Regions from separate parts of the Siniperca chuatsi genome. Here region 2 is linked to region 1. The links are chromatin contacts, called in public Hi-C maps. All regions are on one chromosome and are shown on one strand. The core of a region is the stretch at or near the end of the contact, and the rest is flanking DNA. Distances in the headings are between cores, read along the strand shown. Region 1 holds the start of exosc5 (exosome complex component RRP46). Region 2 overlaps ppp1r13l (relA-associated inhibitor).

Region 1 (7,009 bases), core at 534-3,033:
CCCATACAATAAGATTTAAACTGCCCACATTGCATTAGAACAACATTCAGGAACAGCATTAGACTTCCAATAAACAAATCAAATAAAGCTGCATAATGAGAAATCATTTTCTTCTTTTTATATCACTTACTTGGCAGTCCCACTTTGGGCTGTACCAACACCTCCAGTGTCGCCCGGTCATAGATCTCCTTGCTGACTTTGACCTCAGCTGGTCCGTACACTCCGGCCAACACACTTGTGTCTCCTTCACATGAGAACAAAAGAACAACAGAAAACACATTATTGATCCAGGTGGGGAAATTATGTTTTAACTGAAAAACAACAGAATACAGACAATAACAAATAAATAGGAAGACTACAAGGGAGAAAAGGATAGACGCTGTGACCATTTAAGTGTCTGCTGCAGACGGCCCCAATAAGAGGAGTAACGTGAAATCATTTAAAACAGAATGAGACAGAGGCCAACCGGCACTTACACTGTACATGTGTGAAATTTAGGACCAATGTTGAAAGAAACTTTTCACTTTTAAGTGTACAGAAAAAGCAACTACAGACAGAGGCCATCATACAAAACAAAATCTTCCCTAACCACATTAAATTAGCCACAGCTATTTTGCTTCCTCAACAGTGATGCATTCAGAGATCAAAAGTTTTAGATGTATAAATTCCAAACTGTACAATGAATGATAGACCTGACCATACAGTCTACGGGCCTGACACTGAGCAATGTACTAACAGATGCTCAGGCCACACGTGTTTTTGTAAACAGGGGACTTAAACATTGAAAGCCAAGGTTTGATTTAAGTTTATGTGCTACATTATGCACTGATGAGTGTTTGGAAGATGGTAATGTTACATCACTGCTGCTTTCAATTTTCACCATGGATGTATTGGTTTTCAATCTGTACAGACTCACGAAACAGGAGCAAACAGCTCAAAGGCTGATAGAAAAGGTTGTGTATCAGGAGTTCTGTTCCAGACAAGAGTTTGACAACATATTTTAGTTATAATGAACTGGAAACCACCTTTTAGGACAGTTACATTGTTGTAAAAGCCCAAACAATTTATGCTTGACATTTCAATCACAAAGTGTGTTATATTTCTACCCAAGTTATGAACTAAAAACTTGTTAACGGCCACCTTAAGTTTCTGCAGCACCACCAAACATGATAGATGTCTGCATCTTCTTGCTTCCAACTTTATGAAACACACCATCAAGTTCACTTTTTTTAAAGTTAGATTAATACGATTCTGTTATATGATGTAAAACTGCTGACAAACAAAACTATATCAATTCAATGAGCAACAGAGCAGAACCTACACACAGACACGAACTAAAAACTTGACAGCCACATTAAGTTTCTGCAGCACCACCAAGCTATTAGATATTTAAGCCAACAAAATTTAACCAAAACAGTTGCTGCTGCTTACTGTTTGATGTGTTTAAACGCAATGACAGGCTAAGAAATTTCAGCAATCAGAAACTCAATTATAATCATTGGTTATACATGGGTTACCGGTAAACCGGGTTTGACTGACGCGGTTCGTTATAACTAGGCTAACAACAGCCCGACTTCTTGCTGCCTTTTACGGCCGACTCCGACTCACATTTCTATGTGTTGTTACCTTGGACGAAGGACGCTGAACCGTCAGGTCGAGACAGTAAACTCTGTTCACAACCAAACTCTCTCAAGGAAACATTTGAAGAGTCGCACACTTCCATCGTGCCGCTGCTATCACGGTGGAAAATTAGTGTGTCGCGGGAGAGTGACGTAATCTGTTTTGCCATTTTTGGGGCCCTTACTGATGACATAAGAACAAGGATGTAATACATACATTTACGAAATGTACCCTTATTGATACCTCTATATAATTCTACTAATCAGTATATGTATCTGTATTACTCCCACTGAAAAATATGTGGAGTTATAGTCTCAAACTTTGACAATCAATATGATCGTTTCATGATAATTTCTGATCGCTTCACCGGATATTATATATAAAATATTCACCGGAAGTGTTAGCATTGCTGCATTGACGTTGGCTTGACGAAATTAATATGTCAGTATGTATCACTGAAAAAACTTAAGTTGCGATCTCTAAAGGTGACCATTAAAGTATTCACATGAAGTGAAGCCGTATGCTGTCATGTTTGCATTGACGCTGCTGACGAATTTAATGTTGCAGTTCGCCACTGTCACCACTGGATGACAAATAAATAAACAAGTAAATAATCGTTATTTTAAATACACCCCCTTCTAAATATAGAAACATAACCTCATCTCCACCTAGTTTGTAAAGCATTTTTGAAACTGAAAATTAAATTAGTAAATTTGAAGGAATTTGAATTTTTTTTTCAGGAAAACTGCTGTTTATCAGAAATAATACCCCGCTTCATCAGTGATAACAGACGGACTGTCGTTTGTTATGAACGTTGGAGGGGCCAAGTGCACATAGATAGCGTTTCCTAGGTTAATATCTGTCATAAACACTTAATCTCCTCACAAATCATTAAAATTACTGATAGTTCCACTTTTTTGCTCTGCAAGGTCTTGCAGCGGTCACTTTTCAGCGCATGCGCAGAGTAGAGTAGCAGCAGAAGTCAGAAATAAACGTGGATGAATCACAGACCATCATAAATATGGACTGTATAAAATAAAACTCTGGCAACAACAAGCTGTCCAAGTCATGATCAGCACTTTTTAGTGAAAAGAAACACTTCTGTTGTTCTGCGTATTTGCAGCGCAAATTGATGAAGATGTTTTTCTTAATTTGCTTGTGTTTTGTCTATTTGCATGTTTTCATAAGTGGCAGTGCGTTTGCCCTTGCCGTATTACAATGATACGGATACAGCAATATGTGAGACAAGCAGTTCCGTTGTACAAAGAAAAGGTTGAACAACTATTTTGACCTTGCACAAGAAGAGGAATCCTCCAAAATCCAGGGGTTGTTTTTTTCATGATTAGCAGTTAGCAGACATTGTGGATTAGTGAGTCCACAACCATAAAGGACTTGACATATTCAATGTATTGCAGTTTGTCAACTAGAGGGCATGGAAGCCGCTTGTTTTATGATACAGGACGTATTTGTCAAGTTACCACAATATTTAAAAGCGGACCCGTGGAATCTGTATAAAGGGGGTTAATTTATATAAAATGGCCTCTGTTGAACAAAAGATCGAGGAAGACAGCAGTTGATTCATTCATATTTTGACTCAATGTTTGGTATCAATCATCAAAAGGTATTGGAATGCTTTTGTACAAATGCAATACAATAGTTTGGCCAGCAGATGTCATATTTTGACTAAACAAAAACACCAAGCACTTCATTGCACCTTTACGACAACTGTGAGGGGGTGAATTTTTAACTCACCTGTTTAAATGATATTAAGGCTTAAAATTACGCGTGATTAAGGACGTGGCCGCTTTGAGTGACAGGTGGGTGATCTCTGGCCTTGCCGCTAAGTGGTTCAGCGACCAGGCTCCCTTCGGCCCGCCTCAGCTCCACCTCTCTGCCCATTTTTGGAGTAGCCGGAGTCGTGGACTGCCAAGATGGCGACACCTTCAGAAACCTACGGGGTGACGTCACTGACACTACGTCCATGTCTACGCTATCGACGCTTCGTCACAAAGTTAATACCTGAGTTTGGACTTTCAGGCAGCACCTCGCAGCGCCCGACCAACAAACTCCACCAAGTCTTTGAGATTAGAGAGGTAGATAGATACTTAATTTGTACCCGGGGGTGGGGGGGATTCTCATGTCACAGCAGCAGTTCACGAACGAACCACACTGAGCAAAGAATAGTGCAATAAAAAATCAAAACACAAGTACTAACATAAGAGTTAAAAGTAAAAAGGTATGGCCTTTAAACATGTGCATGCATACAATGTGCAAATTGCTGTAAGGTGTGCAAAAATGGATGTATTTGAAAAGATGAGTTAGCTGTTGGTAGCACACTCCCATTAAGTATATTGCTGGTTAGGTTTGAAACCCGCCACAGGGTGTCCGGTAAGAGACAGGCAAAGATGGTTGAAATATGGGAGTAACCCGTTTATTTGTCACCACAACAACTCAGTTATGAGTAGAAAGTTGAAAAGTTTACTTAGTTGGGTGTTTTCAGTATGTGTGTGTGTGGTCTTTTTTCAATAGACGCACAACACCCGAACGATGAATAAACTATAGAAGATATAAAACAGAAAAGTTCAGCATCTGTGTCAACGCCCCGCTGGACTCGCTTTCATCTTTGCACTGAGCGCTATGGGCGGGATGATCGCCTGCACGTCGATCCGTGAACGCTGATTGGCTGCTGTGCTGGATGCTGTGCCTCAATCATTCAATCTCGGCAACAGAGAGAGAGAAGTATATCAGAAGGCATATTATTCTGATGAATATAATGGCCTTTTTAACAGTATTAGTTTAAAAGATGCCAGAAATTACTGGACTCTAAGTCCAGTTAGAGTCCAGTAGGACCTCAGCAGCCTCCCTGTCCATTGATGCGACAAGGTGGGGATGAAATACATTAGAATAATGAATGTATATTGGGGTAAATGCATTAGGCAACAGTTTAGTGTTTGTATTGTAAATGCAAGCTCATCAGTAAAAACACAGCATTTCTGACAGAGAAAGAGTGGTGGATGATACATGTGCTGCTTTATTGGGTGTGTAGCATCTCGATTATGCAAATAAACATTACCATTAAGCAATAGTTAGGGTTTCTGAGAAGACGGTGTGCCTGACAGGCTTCGAGCGGGGCGACAACACCCAACTCACAACTTTAGAAACCTGCAGCCAAGATGGCGCAGACGTGCGGGGCGTGTGGTGAGACGAAGTGGGCGCGAGAGCAGCTTTCTGGGCGTGTTGGAGGGTGAGAGGAGTTTTTGGAGGGATTTACTCCAAATACACAACAACCACTTTCCACTCGTGGTTGTACGTTATGGCCATCGACAGTGGTGTTAGTTATAAAAGAAAAGAAAAAAATGGCTAAACTACCCGCACTGTCGACCGCAAGCTAACATTAGCTATCAGAGACAGACATGCCAACTTGTTAAACTGCACTTATGTAACTCAACATAACAGGCTGTGTCGCTTTATTCACATCAGTGGCTTTTTCACATCGTGCATAATGTAACTTAGTATATAAGAAGTAAAGCTTCTTCTGTGTTACAGAAATACTTGCAATTGTAGAGGTGCAACTGTGGTGCATAGTTAGCCATAGTTTTGTAATTTGGGTGAACTGACCCTTTAAAGCTCATCACATGTGGTTTCTCTTCTCATCATATGAAGTTTTCATTTTCATCATGGTTTACTGTTCTGTTATTTAAATGAAATACAAGTTAATTTTACTAAATTTTACTACAATGTAATGTGACCTTAAATAGCTATACATAATAACATACACTTTATCTTAAGACCAAAGCCACAAAGTTACTTGCTAAGCCACTAAACAAGCCACAAGAGTACAGAGATGCAATGACTACACAGGCATAAAGGAGGCGAATAAAACCAACCAATCAGCAGCAACAAAAACTAACAGTACAGGCCCAAAAATGAGCACAATACCAATAATAGAGAATAAATAATAATGCAGCATATTACATCACTACCAGATAGGTTACAACTATAGGTGGCCCTGTTTCCTGAACTACATCATTAATGCCTCTGAGCATTACAGAGTCACGATACAAGGAAAGACGAATTTTAGATAGAGGATAAGAATGCGAAATATCCCCCCACCCCAAACAATTAATCCAAAAGGAGTGCAATTAGGAGTGCGCACATCTGGGTCCCCGAGGCTTGTACGTCTTCCAACTAAAAAACTCCCACAATACTCTGCTGCTCTGATGTCATAGTAGTCTATCAAAGGTCTGCTGCTTATAATTTCTGGGCTTTGTTTACATTAACATTAATCTGACTCCAGCGCAACAGAGAACAAGCCCATCAATGAGTTAACTAGTCCAGCTACAACAAAAATATCACAAATATAGTTTGTACTTTCTGAATTGTCTGATGTAAACTAGCGTAATGTCTCCGAGTTGTAAATCAAATTTAGTTTGTGTCGTACATGATTTAAAAAAAAAAAGTTTTTGTTGTTACAAAATTGAATTTCCCCATCTTTGTCTCTAGGAACTTGCATGTCACAGTGCGCAGGCGATCAGATGGCCGCATGCGTCTGGAGTTGTGCAAAGAGTGCAATCTTTACCACTGTCCCTTCTGCCAGCCAGCCGTCTACAAGCCAAAAGGAGACTATGCAAGCGTTTGGACACATGTAGAAATCCACAGAATGAGGGCCTTGCAACATGGAGGTCAGAATATAAGCTGCTACCTGAGCCTGAAATGTATACAGATAATTTATCCAATCAGTAAGCTGCTCCCCTGTGACATTATATCAATCACTTTCATGAATTTTGTTTTTTCTTGGCAGAGTTTAATATTCATTCGTGCCATTTGCAGTGCAGAGGAGAAAGACATTTTCATTGTCCATACTGCGCAAAGACAATTATAAATCGGAAACAGTTTGGAAGTCATATGGACAAATGTGTGGAAAGTTCAACAGCAGCAGCAACAGGTGTCCAATCTGCTGCTCCGCCTGGCACTTGTGCTCAGCCAGTTATCACAGTCGGCCAGCGTGCCGTCCTCCTGCTCAACCTCGCTCCCCCTTTTCAGCAAACTATCATGATGGGACAGTGTACTGCTACTTCCCCTGCTCAACCAAAATCCAGAGCAGACCAGCATCCTGCTCCACTTGACCCCCCTGTTAAACCAAAATGCACATCAGGCCAGTCTCCTGCTTCACCTGATCGCCTTGTCGAACCCACAACCACAGCGGGCCTGCCTGCTGCTCCACCTGACCCACCTGTTCAGCCAACAACCCCAGTGGTCCACCCCCCTACTTTAACAGAGGGCCCTGTTAATCAAACAGGTCAAATGTTCAGAACAGTACAGAGAAAAATAAAATGTCCAATGTGCAACCTATACTTAAATAAAAAAAATCTAAGAAAACATAAACTCA
Region 2 (6,452 bases), core at 884-3,383, 38 kb before region 1:
GTTCACTGAATCATTCAGTGCTTGACCGGACCTCCAACTGCATAGTTCCACTCACTGAACTGAAACACGGCCGAATGTTCAATTCTGCTCACTTATAGTGAACTGAGAACGGTCACTCTCGTATTCTGTCACAACTTGGTCTCAGGCAAGCAACACAACAATGCAACCACTCCATAAACTCCATAAACAAACACTGAAGGTCTAAAAAATCTATATAATCCTTACAGCTGTCCTCTTTTCAAAACAGTAACGTTATGTGTGTGTGTGTGTGTGTGTGTGTGTGTGTTCACACACGGCACTGCGTGCAGTAACGTTAAATGTTAGTCTATGCATATAATATCAATCTAGATAGTGTCAGATATCTTGATTGCAGTCCAAGACCAATATTGTTGAATCATTGCAGCTAAATGTTAGCAACCTGAATCAGCTGTGTATTCGCTGTCTTGAACACACCTCAGTCCTCCTGCGAACGAATGGCCTGAATCAGTGAGTGACTGAGAGCTCAACTGAACTGACTGAGAAATGAACGGATCGTTTCAGGAAGTGAGTTCAGTTCAGTTCGTTCACCCAAAAGATTTGTTCTTTTGAACGAATCGTTTGTGAACGATGCAACACTACAGCACACACGCACACACACACTCTCACACACACACACACACCCTATGACACTGCACTATTAAATGTTAATCATAATATAATGAATCATAAATTGACACCATTTGACAGTTGATACACCTACTGGGGCTCTGACCTTTGTACTTACTGTACCGCTGTTAAATGTGATGGGTTTGAGCTTAGTCTCCCATCAGTCCTTCACACACATGCTCATAATATCGCTGATGCTAAAACAACCCATCATAAAAGAAAAAAATCATAAAAGTTTACATTTATGGCTCTTAGCCGATGTTTTCATCCATAATAACTTATAGGGAACATATAGGGTTTGGTATCTTTCTCAAGGACACTGCAACAGGACACATTGTGATGGCAAGCGTTAAACAATATGGGATTTTTGTGCTAATATTTGGTATCCTAAAATATGACTATTTCATACCAAATCTGCATTTTTGGCAGGCTGGAAAAGCCTTTGAAACACTGTTTAGAACACATTACACTAAAACTTTGCATGTGTTCACTGGCAGGCTTATACTACTTTACTGTAAGAAAATAAAGTAGTAACACTTTAAGGAAAAATACAGATTACAGGTTTCAAAATAAAGCTATAGTGATCAAAAACTGATATTATAACCTGTAAACTTTTGGTCAAGAAATACCAGTAGTCTCCCTGTTCACCAGTCCAAACTATCACTTTCTGGTACAGTAAGTGTTAAACGTGCATATATATATCTCCTGCTTACTTTGTAATACCAGGTATGGAGGAGGCCATGGGGGTGGAGAACAGCGGGGTGCTGTACGCTCTGTGGAGCTACCCGGCTCAGGCAGCCGATGAGCTGAGCTTCAAAGAGGGAGACATGGTCACCATCCTGAAGAAACCTGAAGGGTCAGATTGGTGGTGGGCCTCACTCTGTGGCAGGGAGGGCTTTGTTCCAAGCAACTACTTTGGGGTAAGATACTAATTTCTAAAAGAAGGGCTGAACTATTTAGCCTTCACCTCCTGATTTTCTTACCTTTAACGCAGAAAAATTCATGTTAATGTTTTGGATTTTTTTCAGCTTTTCCCGAAGGTTCGACCAAAATCTCTCTGTTAAGTGGACTCTTGATGAACCCTGGTCAAACAGGCGCAAAGGACTGTCTCAAAAACTGTGCTTTACTGCTTCACACTGTTGTTTGAAAGGACTGTGTCTGTGTGATTATGAAAAGGCTGTTGGGCATGAGAAATGTTTTTGATCCGTCAGTCTAGGAGAGTTGAAGGAGAAGTCTCAGTAGTCATTTTGGCCTCACTGAGAAGGATAAATCTTTTTAGAAGACATCATTTGTACTGGCTCTACTGTAGGATATGTTTTTCTAGGAAAGCTACAACTCTGTATTGTGCTAAACCTTTCTGTCAAGCTATGCCTGTCCATCCTAGGTTCTTTTTCTCAGCTGTGTTCTCATTGGCTGGTTAGTAATCAGAATGCAAACAGTGGCTGTTGGTGTTCAGTTCTCTCACCAGCGAGGTCAATGTAGCTGTATGCTGTCAACAAACGTGAGCCATCATTGCTCAATTTAGAAAAGAGCTGCTTCAATCAGAGCAAAATCAACAAATTCATTACTGGAACAGAGTTGTCTGCTGCTACATCAAAGACTCATCGAAAACTCTTAAGTGAAAGAGAGTGGTCAGAAGTTCACATGGAACTTTTATTCTTTTATAATATTTCTAAAATGTACTCTGTGTACATATCACTGTTTTTGCAAATAGTTTATCCGATGTTAGTGTTATTTCCATGCCTACTGGAACTATTGTGTGAAGCTACTTTTTCTGACCATTGCTGATGGATCCTAATAACAACCACATTCATGATTTTACTAGCCAAATATTATTTTTGAAGAGTGATGTTTAATGGTTTTGTGGCTGTAGAATTATTTTTTAATCAGCCACAGCAGAAACGTAACAGCATCTGGCTGGTTTCTACTTGGCTCTAGTCCTTATACACTATGTAGATCCTTTATGCTGCCTATATAAATGAATCTCGTTTGGAAGAGAACGTATGTTTTCTATAACAATGAAACTGTACTTTTTGTGAATGTGTGTGTTTTCACAGTGGTAGAATGAAAGTTTGTTGATGCATTTGTTTTGTGTTTTCTATGTTATCAAGTTTTGAGTGTAACGCTTTTGTTGCTAGGGACTGCTGTACAATTAAGCTGTAACACCTCCCAAGGGGCACACAGTGACCAAAAGTTTAAATGTTCAATAAATACATGACTTACATGTTTTTGGTTTCCATTGAAATCATTTTTCACAGTCATTTGTTTGTGGCTTAAAATAAGACTGAAATGTCCATTACTGACCAGCAGATGACACTGTATAATCATGTATAAATTCAGCACCAGCATAAAATTTACACTTGTCACTACTACCAGCAAGTATAACCTAATATACAGTAAAACACCATTTATTGGGGCTGTTTTGTGCAGTATCAGTCCTCAATGTTGTGTGTTATATTAAACCTTCTTAGCACTTTGTTTCTTTTTCTTTGAAGTTATATTTATTCTCATGTTCTTTCTCCCTCTCCTCTTCTTTTACACCACAGAGCACCCAAGCGACTGCTGTGATTCTTAATGAATCAATTAGCTGCACTATTATGCATAAGGGTAATTACTAAAAAAACTACACACATGATTAATATTTTTTTAATTAAGTCTGACTCAAGCCTTTTGATCTGTAGACTATCTCTACCCCACTGGTATTAAGAAAACACCAACGCTTGTATGCTTCATCACAATCCCTGAGGAAGATTAGTGTCAACGTTGTTTGAAGCTGACTGCTGTTTCCCTTTTAATGTTCTTCTTTTTTTAATTTTATGTAGATTATGAAAACATGATGATGATGGCATACACAGAGACACATACACACATTCACAATTTACTCACAAACACTGTGGTGAATAGTTGTGGTGAGCTAATAGCTAGTGTTTCAGATTTTCTGGTGAATAATTCAGATGATTTAAGTGGAGTCAACTGTCCACTAGCCTATGGCAGCATACATAATGTTTTGCTGAAACAGATCTCCTCTTGGCCATGTTAAGTCTCATCTTTATTCGTAAAATATTTATATTTCTTGATCCAAGTCAACAACTCAACCAAGGAGGTGAGATAATGTGACTTATATCACTGTAGTTTCATTCAGCGGGTTTCTAGGAAGAAATACAATCTCAAAGAGAGGATGAATAAGAAGAGTCACTTCATCAGATTGAATATAATTATTTGCATAGAGGGAATTCAATTTCTTTCATCACAAGTAGCTTTTTGGTTTAGATGATAAAAAAGATGAGTTGCAGTCATTTAAATCAGTGGTTCCCAACATGGGGGTCACAAGAGAAATCTGAGGGGGTTACAATATGATTAAATGGATAAATAAGATAAGAAAAAAACATATTTCTGCCTTACAAATTAGTTTTATATTTTTTTTATTGTGTAAAAGTTTTGCCTCTTCAGACCTCTATAAAACTATTAATATAAAAAAATGAATGAAGGGAACTTGGTTTACTCCTTGAATTTCAAGTGCTCACAAGTCATAGACATGCAACCTATGACAAGAGGAGAGACATTGCTTCGGTTTAAATATTTGAATATTTGCTGCAGAAAACACAACATAATGCAATCCAGTACAATACAGCACTGTTATAACTATTACATTTGTGAATGTTTCCTGTTGAAACAGAAAATTAAACATTGCCCCTCTCTGAGCTCTATCTATTGCAAGGCTATTGAATTAGATAGCTTTACATCATGTGTAGGGATTTCTATTTTTCTGATGACTGAGTCTCAGACACGCTCCTGCCTACAACCACAATGCCCATTTTCCTTTACAAACATTCAGTCGCACTCAAGGCATTTTTTTCTCCCTGTTAACCTTTGATAGCGCTGCACTGGAGAAAGAATTGTATCTGCAGTAGTGAAGATTTTTGCTGAACAGTGATTCTGTTCAAGCAAACCTCATTTGATGCCTCATTGAAACCCCATTATAACCACGATGGAGCAAAATGAACTCTTATTGACATGGTCTGCAGCCAGCTGGTTCAGGGTGGCGGAGGACCGCGGTTACTTGCCCAGTCTGCAGCATGGTTGTACATTTTTGTTTTTATCTTATTCACATTCTCCTCACTCTGTCCAATTCTGCCTCATTGCCCCCAACACCCCCACATACACACAGTGATTTCAGAAATGCTGGCCATTATCAGAGCCAGCCTCTTTGGCCCATCAGGGTCTGACAACCCCACTTGACACGACATGCTGGCCCTCAACTTCTGCGGTCAAATAAACACATAAGAGCACAGATGGGCTTTACAGGCATGACGTAAAGAGCATAACTGGGTAGGCTCCACAGAGAAATAGGAGGGGTGAGACAATGACATAGCAGGATGGGAAAATTGAATGAAGAGAAATACAGAGTGTGATAGAGAGAATGGAATACCTTTCTGAGTGCACCACGCAATTTTCTGTTTGATGGGATAGCTGCCAGAGGAATGCAAGGATAATCTATAAACTACTCAGCCATGTCAAATGTGCTCCATTACACCTGCCCTGACTGACAGCAAGAAGAATCAACTATTAAGATCTGAAATCTGTTCTGATGGTGAAGAAAAAATATAAAAGGAGGGGTTAATTTCATATTTTTGTTTGTGACTATGGAGTTGAAATAAATAAGTTGGAAACACACGATGCCTCTGCCTTAAGATGGCAACCATTGGACCCACAGGTCATCAATGTTGTATTTTGCCTTTTAAGTATTGAACAAATGCCCCTCTCAGTTATACTTCTGAGGAGATTGGTTCTGTCAGACCGGTGGCAGGAAAGTATCTTATAATGTGATCTCAGCAAGAGCTATGCTTCATTATTTAGGGACAACAAACAAGTGTGTAAATGTGTGTGTGTTTTTGTGGCTCTACATGGCAACAGTTGGATGCAATCATACCGAATGCCATGTCTGTTTTCCAACAGTCCAGACCAGAACTGGACTGATGTCTCCCTATACTTGAGAGTATTATATGTGACAGCCAGCAAACTGCCTTTAAGGGAGCCCTGCATGTGTGTGTGTCTGTTTGTGTTTGTGTGTGTGTGGTTTTGTTTGCATGTATGCACATGTGCCTGCATTTTTGCATGCATGCTCCACTCTCACTCAGACACTGAGGTGAGCAGACAGATCCGTGGCCCTGCAGAAACACTGAACCCTGCCAGCCCTGTATCAAGGGCACACACAAAAAATGGGGAAACAAACAAACTCAAATATGCACAAAAAAGGGGGGGGGGGCAGCCTGCAAAGGTATTCACTCCACTTCTGTTTCTTTCTTTCTTTCCCTACTTCGGCTATTCTAGCCATGCTCCCACTCTTTGCTCCTGTGGAGTAATGAATAATAGAGGAGTGCTTGTCCTCCCTCGCTCCCCTAGTTAATCAGAGCTCGCCTGGCTGCCCTCTTCTCTGCCACTCCTCACTTTAATAAATCATTCAGACCTTCAGGACAACAAGTCTGTCAGCGCAGGCTAAGCAAGGGCCATGCTGGTAAAAACCCCTTGTCTTCTCTCACTACAACCTTCTCTACAACCTCCACTCCAAAACCAGGAACAGCCCTGTCCCACTCCATTTCTCTCTCTCCCATGGGGAACCATTTCACTTAAGCTCTCACTCTGTGTAATGTTCTCATTCCTCATCTCTTTCCCCATTCTCCTCCTTTACTTCCTGTCGGGGATGACGTCACATGGATTTGTCCCCAATGGATGCTGCTGCATAGAGGGTCATAAAAGGGATGGATACAAAAAAAAACATTGCAGGATGTGCAGAGAGTGACAAATTT

The links. Hi-C and Micro-C count contacts between places; a contact is called where the count stands out from the background.
Region 2: a Hi-C map of liver shows a contact between it and region 1, with 2.2 times the contacts expected there. The contact joins the enhancer-like site here to the promoter of exosc5 in region 1. A contact is called at or near these places in 2 of 3 Hi-C or Micro-C datasets (liver and skeletal muscle).

The regions. Positions count from the first base shown.
Region 1 is chrLG7:26,816,845-26,823,853 of ASM2008510v1, reverse strand. It overlaps exosc5 (exosome complex component RRP46), which reads right to left and starts at 1,783. Exons shown (of 6, transcript XM_044202745.1): 1 at 1,627-1,783; 2 at 131-244. The coding sequence starts at 1,723. LOC122879066 reads left to right here and starts at 4,734. Exons shown (of 13, transcript XM_044202739.1): 1 at 4,734-4,864; 2 at 6,124-6,302; 3 at 6,422-7,009. The coding sequence starts at 4,794.
Region 2 is chrLG7:26,855,347-26,861,798 of ASM2008510v1, reverse strand. It overlaps ppp1r13l (relA-associated inhibitor), which reads left to right. Exons shown (of 13, transcript XM_044202775.1): 12 at 1,372-1,565; 13 at 1,674-2,873. The coding sequence ends at 1,709. Among protein-coding and RNA genes, the nearest start is that of tmem91, 14 kb to the right of the region's middle. Within about 2 kb of position 2,133, the one cell type or tissue checked has an H3K27ac peak away from gene starts, as active enhancers do. A contact at or near this core is called in liver, where this site is marked.